Regions from separate parts of the Rattus norvegicus genome. Here region 2 is linked to region 1. A link is a contact called in public Hi-C data. All regions are on one chromosome and are shown on one strand. The core of a region is the stretch at or near the end of the contact, and the rest is flanking DNA. Distances in the headings are between cores, read along the strand shown.

Region 1 (4,654 bases), core at 965-3,464:
CCCAGGGATGAACAAGCACTTGCTGCTCTTCTAGGGGACCTGGAAAGCGAACTCAGAGGAATCTAAAGCCTTGACAATGTAGCAACTTTGAGGCTCGTCTGGGACACATGAAATCCTATCTCGAGACAGAAACAAAAACATTTTAAAAACAAAACAAAACAAACAAAAAAACCAACAACAGCAACAAACATAGCTTAGCTTCTCAAACTGTTAGGCTAGAGAGGAACTTTTCAAAAATTTTTCCTTGTAAACCCAAAATGCAGGCAATCTATAATGGCCCTGATTGCTTGTAAAGGAATCTTAAAGAGAAAAAAGGTAGCGTTTCTGCCCTCCGAGGTGTTAAATACTTCAAAGATATCTTTAAACTGTCAAGGAAATTTGGTGCTAGGTACACACAATAGGTTGTCAGAAAACGTGTGTCCCTGTGGGTGATTCTGGCTGTGAGGCTTCGCACAGCTGGGAAGAGTTACACCTGCTCCACAGTGACCTGAGCTGATACCCCACATCTACCCTGTGGTTGCCCAGGAAATAACAGTGCAGAAAACCACCACCGTTTCAGTCTGAATGAATTCCGAGTCTGGCCTCTCCCATCTCAGGACCTTCTGTCCTCTCTCTCGGCAGGACACTCTGAGGGGATTGACAGGGCAGGTCTGTCCACAAAAAGGTTAACCACGGGGCTGTCACCCTGGTGATTGCTTAACCGTAGCCCAGACTCCTATTTCCTGGCATGTATTTCTTTGCGTTGACAATCTTGTCCGAGTGTTTTAACGCCTGGCTGGCCCTGTTGGCGTTTACTTGGTCATGTTTTGAAAAGTGTCTTCAGTGTTTGTGGTGGTAATTGGCACAGCACCAGGCTGGTGGTGCAGCGGTGTGATGGACTGAGGCGGTCTGAGCTCCGCAGCACATTTATTTTGCATGGCCTTTTGCTTCTCCTGTTGCTGCAAGTATAAGGAAGACACAGGGCCCAAGGCCTGGAAGGTTATGCGTGTGCGACGTGTGTAAGCTAAGTCTCTTGACAGGATTTCCCCCATGGGCTCAGTGTCTGCTTGTGACATTCCTTCAGGTCCAATATCCACCTGAGGGAAGGAAGCCCTGCCGGGAGGGTGGATGTCAACAAAGCCACTCTGATGAGACCCAGAACAAATGAGTTCTACACAGAGGGAGCTACACCCAGGAATTCAGTCACCATCGCTGTTTGGGTGAAGACCCGTGGGACTGAGAAGTGGAGATCTTCATGGTGCTTTTGAAAGGAAACTCTTCCCGCTATTCTCTGGCTAGAGCATGGCTCTACATGGAGACTGGGGGCAAACTGACTAGAAGAGGGTACCTGGGGACAGGATTGGTGGGGAGAATATATTTGGGTCATCTGGTTTCATCCGGGGAAACTGGTAATTATTGACCAAATGCTAATGTTTGGAAGCCGAGTACTGGCCAAGGGTGTGGTCCTGTTCATTGTTCTACATAGTCAGTCTCTTGGGAGAAATAACAATGCTAATCTTGCTCAATCTGACTCCATCTTGAGGTGGATGGCTACCAGTAAATGTGTGTGTGTGTGTGTGTGTGTGTGTGTGTGTGTGTCTGTGTGTGTGTGTGTCTGTGTGTGTGTCTGTGTGTGTGTCTGTGTGTCTGTGTGTGTGTCTGTGTGTCTGTGTGTGTGTCTGTGTGTCTGTGTGTGTGTGTCTGTGTGTCTGTGTGTGTATCTGTGTGTGTGTCTGTGTGTGTGTCTGTGTGTGTGTCTGTGTGTGTGTGCATCAGCCACAGAAGCCCATGCCTATAATCCCAGCATTGGGGATGTGGAGGTAAGAGGTCATCTTTGGGTATATAGTGAGTTGGAGGCTAGCCTGAACTACATGAGACCATGATATTGCTCTTTAAGTAGAAACCCTCCCCCTCAGAAGTTTACTATAGTGAAAGTTATAACTGTACAAAACACAAATAAAATCAAGGTTGGGAACGGCCAGAAATGTTAAGTACTTCCACTTTGTGCAAAAAAAAAAAAAAAAAATTAAAAGGAAAGGGTTCTAATGACATTAGACAGACTTGGTTCAGGAGTCACTCCTACATTTGTGGCAGGTTGAGCCACGGCCAGTTTTTAGGTAAAATGTCCTCAGAACATTCTCTGAAGCCAAGTAAAATCAGCCTGGCTGTGAGCTTCCACAGGATTAGCCAAGCCCTGAAATATTGACTCATCAGCCCCCAGGTTACCTCTGCCCCGAATCCTCTTGTAACTGGCACACAACAAACATGTGTGAATCTCCCCCACCCCACCGGAGGCAGTCACTCACCCCAACTACCCAAAGACAGAGGCGGGCTACCCAGACAGACCAGGAGTCAAAAACGCTGTCTCTCCCAAGGGACAGAACAAGTAGTCCATGTTTGAAAACAGAACCCCGACCACATCCTCCTGCCACGTCAGCCTAGTTGCAGAGTTCAGCCCCGATTTGACAAGAGCTCACTCACTGGAGTGAGTGTGCAGAGCATGAACCAAACTGCGTCCAGCCAAGCATACTTAAAGATGGATGTTCTCTCTCTCTCTCTCTCTCTCTCTCTCTCTCTCTCTCTCTCTCTCTCTCTCTCCTCTCTTTGTGTCTTGGACTTTCTCCAGTCTTAATCCCAGTCTTTCATCATATATACAGATTCTGCATCTTTCTTTTCTCCTCTGCCTCTGGAAGGGGACAGGGGGATAAGTTCTTGTCACACTTCAATTAGGTAAGACACCCTGTTAGATTGTAAGATGCTACCCTCTTAAAACATTAAGATTATGCACTACATACACTACAGGACTAGGACTGTGGGTGGGTGTAGAGCACTTGCCTGGCATGTGTGGACCAGTGGCTCTATCCTCGGTCCTTAACCACTAATTCCACAGAGGTTTTACACTGGCCCCAAGACAGTGGTGGTGCATGCCTTTGCAGGCAGATCTCTGAGTTCAAGGCCAGCCTGGTCTACAGAGTGAGTTCCAGGATAGCCAGAACTGCACAGAGAAACCCTGTTTTGAAAAAACAAACGAACGAAGAGTTCCAAACTATGATTGCTTTTAGAAACTTTTCCTCCTCATCCAGTGGTAGGGGAGAGAGGAGGGGCAACCACAGAATTGTTTGAACATTAGAGGCGGGCCATAAAAAGCTTGTAGCACATGTTGTTTTATTACATGGTCTCACCAAGGGCCTCCACCAGGTCTTCTGATTTTCAAGCTTTATCAGAATTTGCATGTTAGACATAAACTCTGCAAATAGCTCCTTGTTTGGTTTCTGAAGAACTTTTCTCCCACCTGGTCTGAAAAGCCAGCGCCTCCCACTTTTGCCTCAGTCTCTTAATCAGTGATGTTTTCCTAATTTATCAGAGAAGACCTTGGTTTTGTAATCTCTGTGTCTTCTGATGATCAGGTTTGGAAAACCCAAGAATGCAAATGCTTTTCAGTTTAACTCTCTCAAAATTTCCCTCTTAAATGGGACAAGGCTCTGCACTAACTTTAGGTGGGGCTTGGACTTGTCTGGTGTTATAGAGAGAGAGAGCCAGCAGGGAGGTCCTGTCAGGACAATTTGTAGGAGAGACCAGGGAGCCAAAGTAAAGACTCAGGGGAACGAAGGGAAACTGGCAGGTGCAAATTGCGGCTGATAAAAATGCCCTTGACTTTCGAGGGAAGGAATGGTTTTCAGAAACACCTGGTATGAACCTCTTTGTTTTCCATCTATGGATGCAAGTAAATCCCAGCCATCTGGGGGCGGGCAGGGGCTTGAGCACTGCAGTGCTGAAGCAGTCCTAGACACTTCCAGGAGATGCCAAGAGTCTACAGGTACCATGGGGACAAGAGAAGCTCTGCGGATGGTGATGTTGTTCTGTTTGTGGAACCATGTGGGATATGACACTCTAGGGAGACTTCAGCAGCTGGAGTCTCTTCAGAAGAGGCTCTGTCAAGTGAGCTAACAGAGAGACACTGGGTGACTTTAATGGGCCATAGTAGGTGCCTCTGGCCAATACCTAATGTCCCTATGCACTGACTGCAACAGTGGCCCAGACTGTTGGCTCGGCATTGATATCACTGGGTTTGAATAGGAAGAAATGCCATCAGATGCCACCAATCAGCTGGAGACACTAACACCCTACATGGTAGGTCCTGCAAAGTGGTGATTGAAACCTCAGCATCAGACAAGGAGGGGGAGGGGAGGGGAGGGAGGGAGGGAGGGAGAGAGAGAGAGAGCAGGGGAGGTTGATGGGAAATCCAACAGAAGTCTTGTAGCCAAGAAGCCTTTGGTGACTTGCAAAGGTGTCTAAGGGGAACTTGGAAAGGACTGTCTGCAGGCAGGCTAAAGCCACCAATAGCCACAATGTACTGGGTGGTTCTCAGGGTTTGAATATAAAATGTCCCCACAAGTTGAGGTCCTCAGGTGGCAGTGGGGCTATTTGGGAAGAGGCTGGAAATCTTAGAGGGTGTGGCCTACATGGAGGTGGGTCAGTGGGGGCCTGACCTTGTAGCTAGATCTTGTGCAGGCTCCTTCCTAAATCTCTCTCTCTTCTTCTTCTTCCTCCTCCTCTTCTTCGTCTTCTTCCTTCTCCTCCTCCTCTTCCTCTTCTTCGACATCGTGATGTGAACTTCTCTACCCCACCATACTTCATCCCTTATCACGACAGACCAAAACACCCGAGACCAAAA
Region 2 (4,654 bases), core at 1,399-3,898, 100 kb before region 1:
CTTTGTGTAGATTTAAAGAGCACGTGATGATCAGACACAAATCAAACACATACTTTAGAAATGAAACAAAATGCCACACATGACAAAAATAACTATTCTATATTCACACAGATTCAACATCATACTATAGGCTGCAAAATGACCTTGAGACACTGCTGTCCAATTACCTAAAGGGCCATGTCTTTACTAAAATTATCTCGTTGTGACAGAGATAATTCACTACACAGTGAATATACCTACCTCTCCCAGACTCTACTTGGAGCTTTTCATTTTTTAGCTTTTTGTTTTACCTTTTTGGGAGTATAGATTTCATAAGGCAAAGATATTCAATATGAGCAAAGGGTCAGGAACACACTTCACTTTTAATACACTGCTCAAGAGGATTAAGAAAATGCTGCAACATATTCAAGTTTCAGTACACATTTTCAGAGTTTCATATACAAAATTCAAAAAACCTAAACACCTGCTTTTATTATTCATGATTGATTGTTAAAACTAATTTCTAATGTCCAATTACACACCCCACAAATAACTATGTATAGTTACTACGTCCACATCAATACCCCTGGTGTTTTAATTAAAAAATGTACACTTCTCCTGGTACATTTGTATACCAATCTGGTTAGGTGTTTTCAAAGTTCAAACAGCTATTAAGCTACACTTTGCTTTGGCACTAGCTCCCCCTCCAGACCGACCTAAAATAACTGCATTTAAAAAAAAAAAAAGGAAAGAAAAGAAAAAAGAAACACAAATTTTGTAACCCACTAGAAAATTTCAAAATTCATCACTTTTGAGGGCATTGTTACTCCTTTGAAAAAATTAGCTAGAATTTTTTTTTTAAAGACCACTTTATAGAATCAGGATGATTGTCTTGGTCTCAGTTCTATACATATTAAATACAGCTGATTTGCAGAGAAAACAACCTCAAATGACTTTTAGATTTAAAAAAAAAAATCCTTAAAATACAGTCTTTAGTATGTCATATTCAAGTTATTCTGAATCACTCTCCTAGTAGATCACAAGACACACTTCATATTAACTATCTGATCAAAGACATTTCTGCACGTTCCTGCAATCTACGTAAGTTTTATTCCAGCTGTTCAGCTCTTGAACTCAAACAGAATTCTCGATTTCTAACAGCAAACTGAAAACCCCAACCTCCAAACCACCTTTGTACGCTTACAGCCTAGTCATCTCTTGTTCCCTACATTTTTACTCAGCCTGCAATTTCAAATGCTATATGTGTGTTAAAATACTATAGTATTTATAATTAAGATTTATTTCATAAGGACAGCAATGTACAGGGGCGTACAGCTGTCAGAGACTATGTTGCCTTAAAGAAAAGAAGCATCTTATTCCTTTGCTTCAGTATATACTATCTCCCCTTAAATACTTTATATATGATATATCCTTTAAAGAAGTATGTATATAACAGAACTTTAATCAAGAAAATAAATAAGCACTTAACCCCAGGAAGAAAAGGCAACTAAAATAAAACCTACTTAAGAGTTTCTACCGAGCAAAGGCTAAGTTAAGTCAGTGACTTGTGATACATTTAACTCTTAAACTGATAAAAACTTGCGTTGCATTTGTTCCCTGAAACCTTTAAGTTCTGAGTGATCTACGGGAGGATATGGCTTTCCTGGGCTCACCTTCTTGCGTTTTCTTAAAAGTAACGTGCAAAATTAGACACAAGAAGGAAAAGACATTACTTTCCTTGCTTTTCTCCAAGGCCTCGACGTTTAAGGAAAAGCGCTAAAAGCTCACCAGGGTGCTAAACCCTAACCATGACAATGCCATTTAACTTAAGAAATACGTCTCAGAGGATTCCAAAGCCCACAACCAGAGAACAGGTGCTGCCGAAAAAACCACCTCAACTCCAGCAGGACAGACCTCCGCTGAACTGATGTGACTCATTTAACCTTCCCAAATAAGTTGAGACACTCCAAAGCCTCCAGCTTGTCATTCGCAGATCAAAGGGAGGGGATACCGAGGTACCCAGGCCATTAACTGCCCTGCCTCAGCCACTCGCCAGAACGCATCTTTGGACAGGTTCACTCCGATTTCCAGCCTGAGAAGCCCACACAGCAAAGCAAAGCAAAGGAACCCACCTTCCCACGGTCTGACCACGGGGACCCAGCTGCGGGGACAAGGAGCGATAGGTGCAGAGATCCGCTGTTGGACACCTCCCACCCCGCCCCCATCCCACGAGTCCTGGGATGCCCGACGCCGCGGCGCCCCTCACCCAAGGGGCCAAGGCAACGCCGGAGCGTCCCGGAGGCTCCCTCCCCACTTTTCCCGGGGCCGCTGGCTGAGCAGCAGCTGCAGCAGTTGCAGCAACAGGCCCGGGATCGGCGGGAGGACGAAGGAGCGCCTCGAGCCCAGGCTCCGCAGAGCCCGCGCCCGCCCCGTCCTGGAGTCCCCGGCGCGCGGGGCCCGGCTCCCTAACGCCCCCTTACCCGCGGCGGGAGCGAGGCGATCGGCGCCGTCCCCCGTCGCCACAGCCGCTGCCTTCAGCTGCAGCTGGCCGCGCCGGGAGAGTGGGAGGGGTGCTGGGGTGGAGGATGCTACTCCCGACTGAAGGGAGAGGAAGAAACGGAAACAGGAACCGCGGCCGCCGCTTAACGGAGCCTTCGGCGCCACTGACTGAGGGAAAGCGCAAGGCGGCGCGAGCCAGGCAGCGGCTGACAGCGCGAGACCGAGCGCGAGCCGGGTCCAGGGCGCGCGACCCCGAGCAGCGCCGGACCCATTCCGTGAGGAAAGGGAAGGACGGGTTGGCTGGGAGCCGGGAGGGGGCGGCGGGGGCCTGGAGCTCAGAGAACCCGGCCACTCGGGTCGGCCCGAGACCACGCGCGCACGCGCCTGAGTGGCTCCGACCCGGAGCGCAGGCGGGGAAGCCTCGGGCCGGCGCTAGCGAGCGAGCGTGCACGCGCGGAGAGGGGCGCGCGCCCCTCGGCGTCCCAGCCTTCTGGGGGAGGGCGCGCATGCGCCGGCCGCGGCCTCCACCAGCGACCCTGGCATGTGCACAGGCTCCTCCCCGTCCCCTTCCTCTGTGCGGGTGGACAGCGGGGCTGCAGCATCCACCGGCCACGGCGGGACCCGAGCTCCAGCCGGACAGCGGCAGCGCGAGTGCTCGGGCTTTCGTCTACACAGACGAAAGCCGCCTGAGGGTCGGAGGCTGAGGGGACCAGCGCTCCCTGCCTGCCCTGGCCCGCGGGGCCCACCGCCCAGAGGCGCACCCCGTTCTGTGCTAGTTTCAGGGTACTCTCTGCTGCACATCCGCTAAGGTTCGAGCACACAATGGCACCGCGGATCGGGGCGTTCTGGCTACCCGTTGGCTCTGTCTCCACCAGAAGAGAAAGAACCCTGCCGAGCCTGAGTTCGAAGCCCGGCCATTCCTAGCCGCGGCTGCCTCAGCCCTTTGGAGGCGGAAGTTTATTGAGTACGGAGAAGAGAGGGAGAGGCTTTTCCCAGGGATGTTTCCTACCCGCTCGCACTCGGGGATCCTGATGCCCGCGATGCTGAGCCGTGGGCCGAAGGACTACCTCAGACCGTCCTAGAGGGCGAGCTAAGCGGGAGGACCCAGCCGCGCCGCCAGGGCACACAAAGTAGTCGCCGGCCGGGTGCCACCGGGGCCAATCAGAGCGGGAAAACCAGTGAGTGGAGTGAGAACTGGCCAATCAGAGTGCTGGAAGATGAGCTTCCCGTGCAGAACTCTTCCCTGTAGCCTGGGGATCCAGATCCCAAAACCTGAGGACTCAAACGGGTGGCTGAGTAGAAAAGCTGCCCTCAAGACAATTATTCATTCCTCTCAGCACAGATACATATTAGTAAATACCTTGGAAACGTATCTGAGTTAACAGGGCCGGCCTTTTATATGCTAAGAATTAAAAGACACACAAAAGACATTAAAGAGGTCGTAGCCTGCCAAGAATGCAATCTAACTAATAGCGCCCATAAATTCCCAATATTTATCCTAGAGCAGGAACTGTGTTTCTAAAAATGATAAGGACAGTGCTTTCAAAAAAGGGGGGGAGGGGGAATGTCTGTGCCTTCAGCAGCTCCTCACCTGAGAAGCTTTTCCAGACCTGTGACTGGGTTAATGTCACTTCAAAATAAAGTATCTTAGAGGAAACACAGTGACTTATTGAAGGTCACACAAACTCTGGTGAAGTCAGAACTATGTTCTAACCAGAAAGCTTGGGTGTCATCATTCAGCAAATCAGTAGTCACTTCTTAATTGTGTAGATACCTTCCCGGAGACTCTCAGTTCTGAGTATGAGTCGTGTACTCTGTTGGAAATAAACAAAATTTAGGTTTATACTGTACTTAGATGGGTTAAGGGCTAAAGTTTCAACAGTCAAAAATCTGAATTATTTTTCCTTCTGTGTGAGTATGTGCTTGCAAAGGATGCATTTTCTCCTGGGCTGCACCCACAGCCTACGACAGTTTTAGGAGTCAGGGGTGGAATGTTTACTTTGGGGCTTAAACATAGCATTTAAAAAATACTTTAAGGGTTGGGGATTTAGCTCAGCGGTAGAGCGCTTGCCTAGCAGGCGCAAGGCCCTGGGTTCGATCCCCAGCTCCGAGGAAAAAAAATAAATAAATAAATAAATAAATACTTTAACAAGTATGTGTGACTTGAATGTTTTCA

The links. Hi-C and Micro-C count contacts between places; a contact is called where the count stands out from the background.
Region 2: a Hi-C map of the A7r5 cell line shows a contact between it and region 1, with 2.2 times the contacts expected there. The contact joins the promoter of Fut8 here to the enhancer-like site in region 1. A contact is called at or near these places in 2 of 12 Hi-C or Micro-C datasets (the A7r5 cell line and psoas muscle).

The regions. Positions count from the first base shown.
Region 1 is chr6:101,579,376-101,584,029 of GRCr8, reverse strand. No RefSeq gene overlaps it. Among named protein-coding and RNA genes, the nearest start is that of Fut8, 100 kb to the left of the region's middle. Within about 2 kb of position 2,214, at least 6 of the 93 cell types and tissues checked have an H3K27ac peak or open chromatin away from gene starts, as enhancers often do. A contact at or near this core is called in the A7r5 cell line, where this site is marked.
Region 2 is chr6:101,681,282-101,685,935 of GRCr8, reverse strand. It overlaps Fut8 (fucosyltransferase 8), which reads right to left and starts at 2,648. Exons shown (of 12, transcript NM_001412189.1): 1 at 2,460-2,648.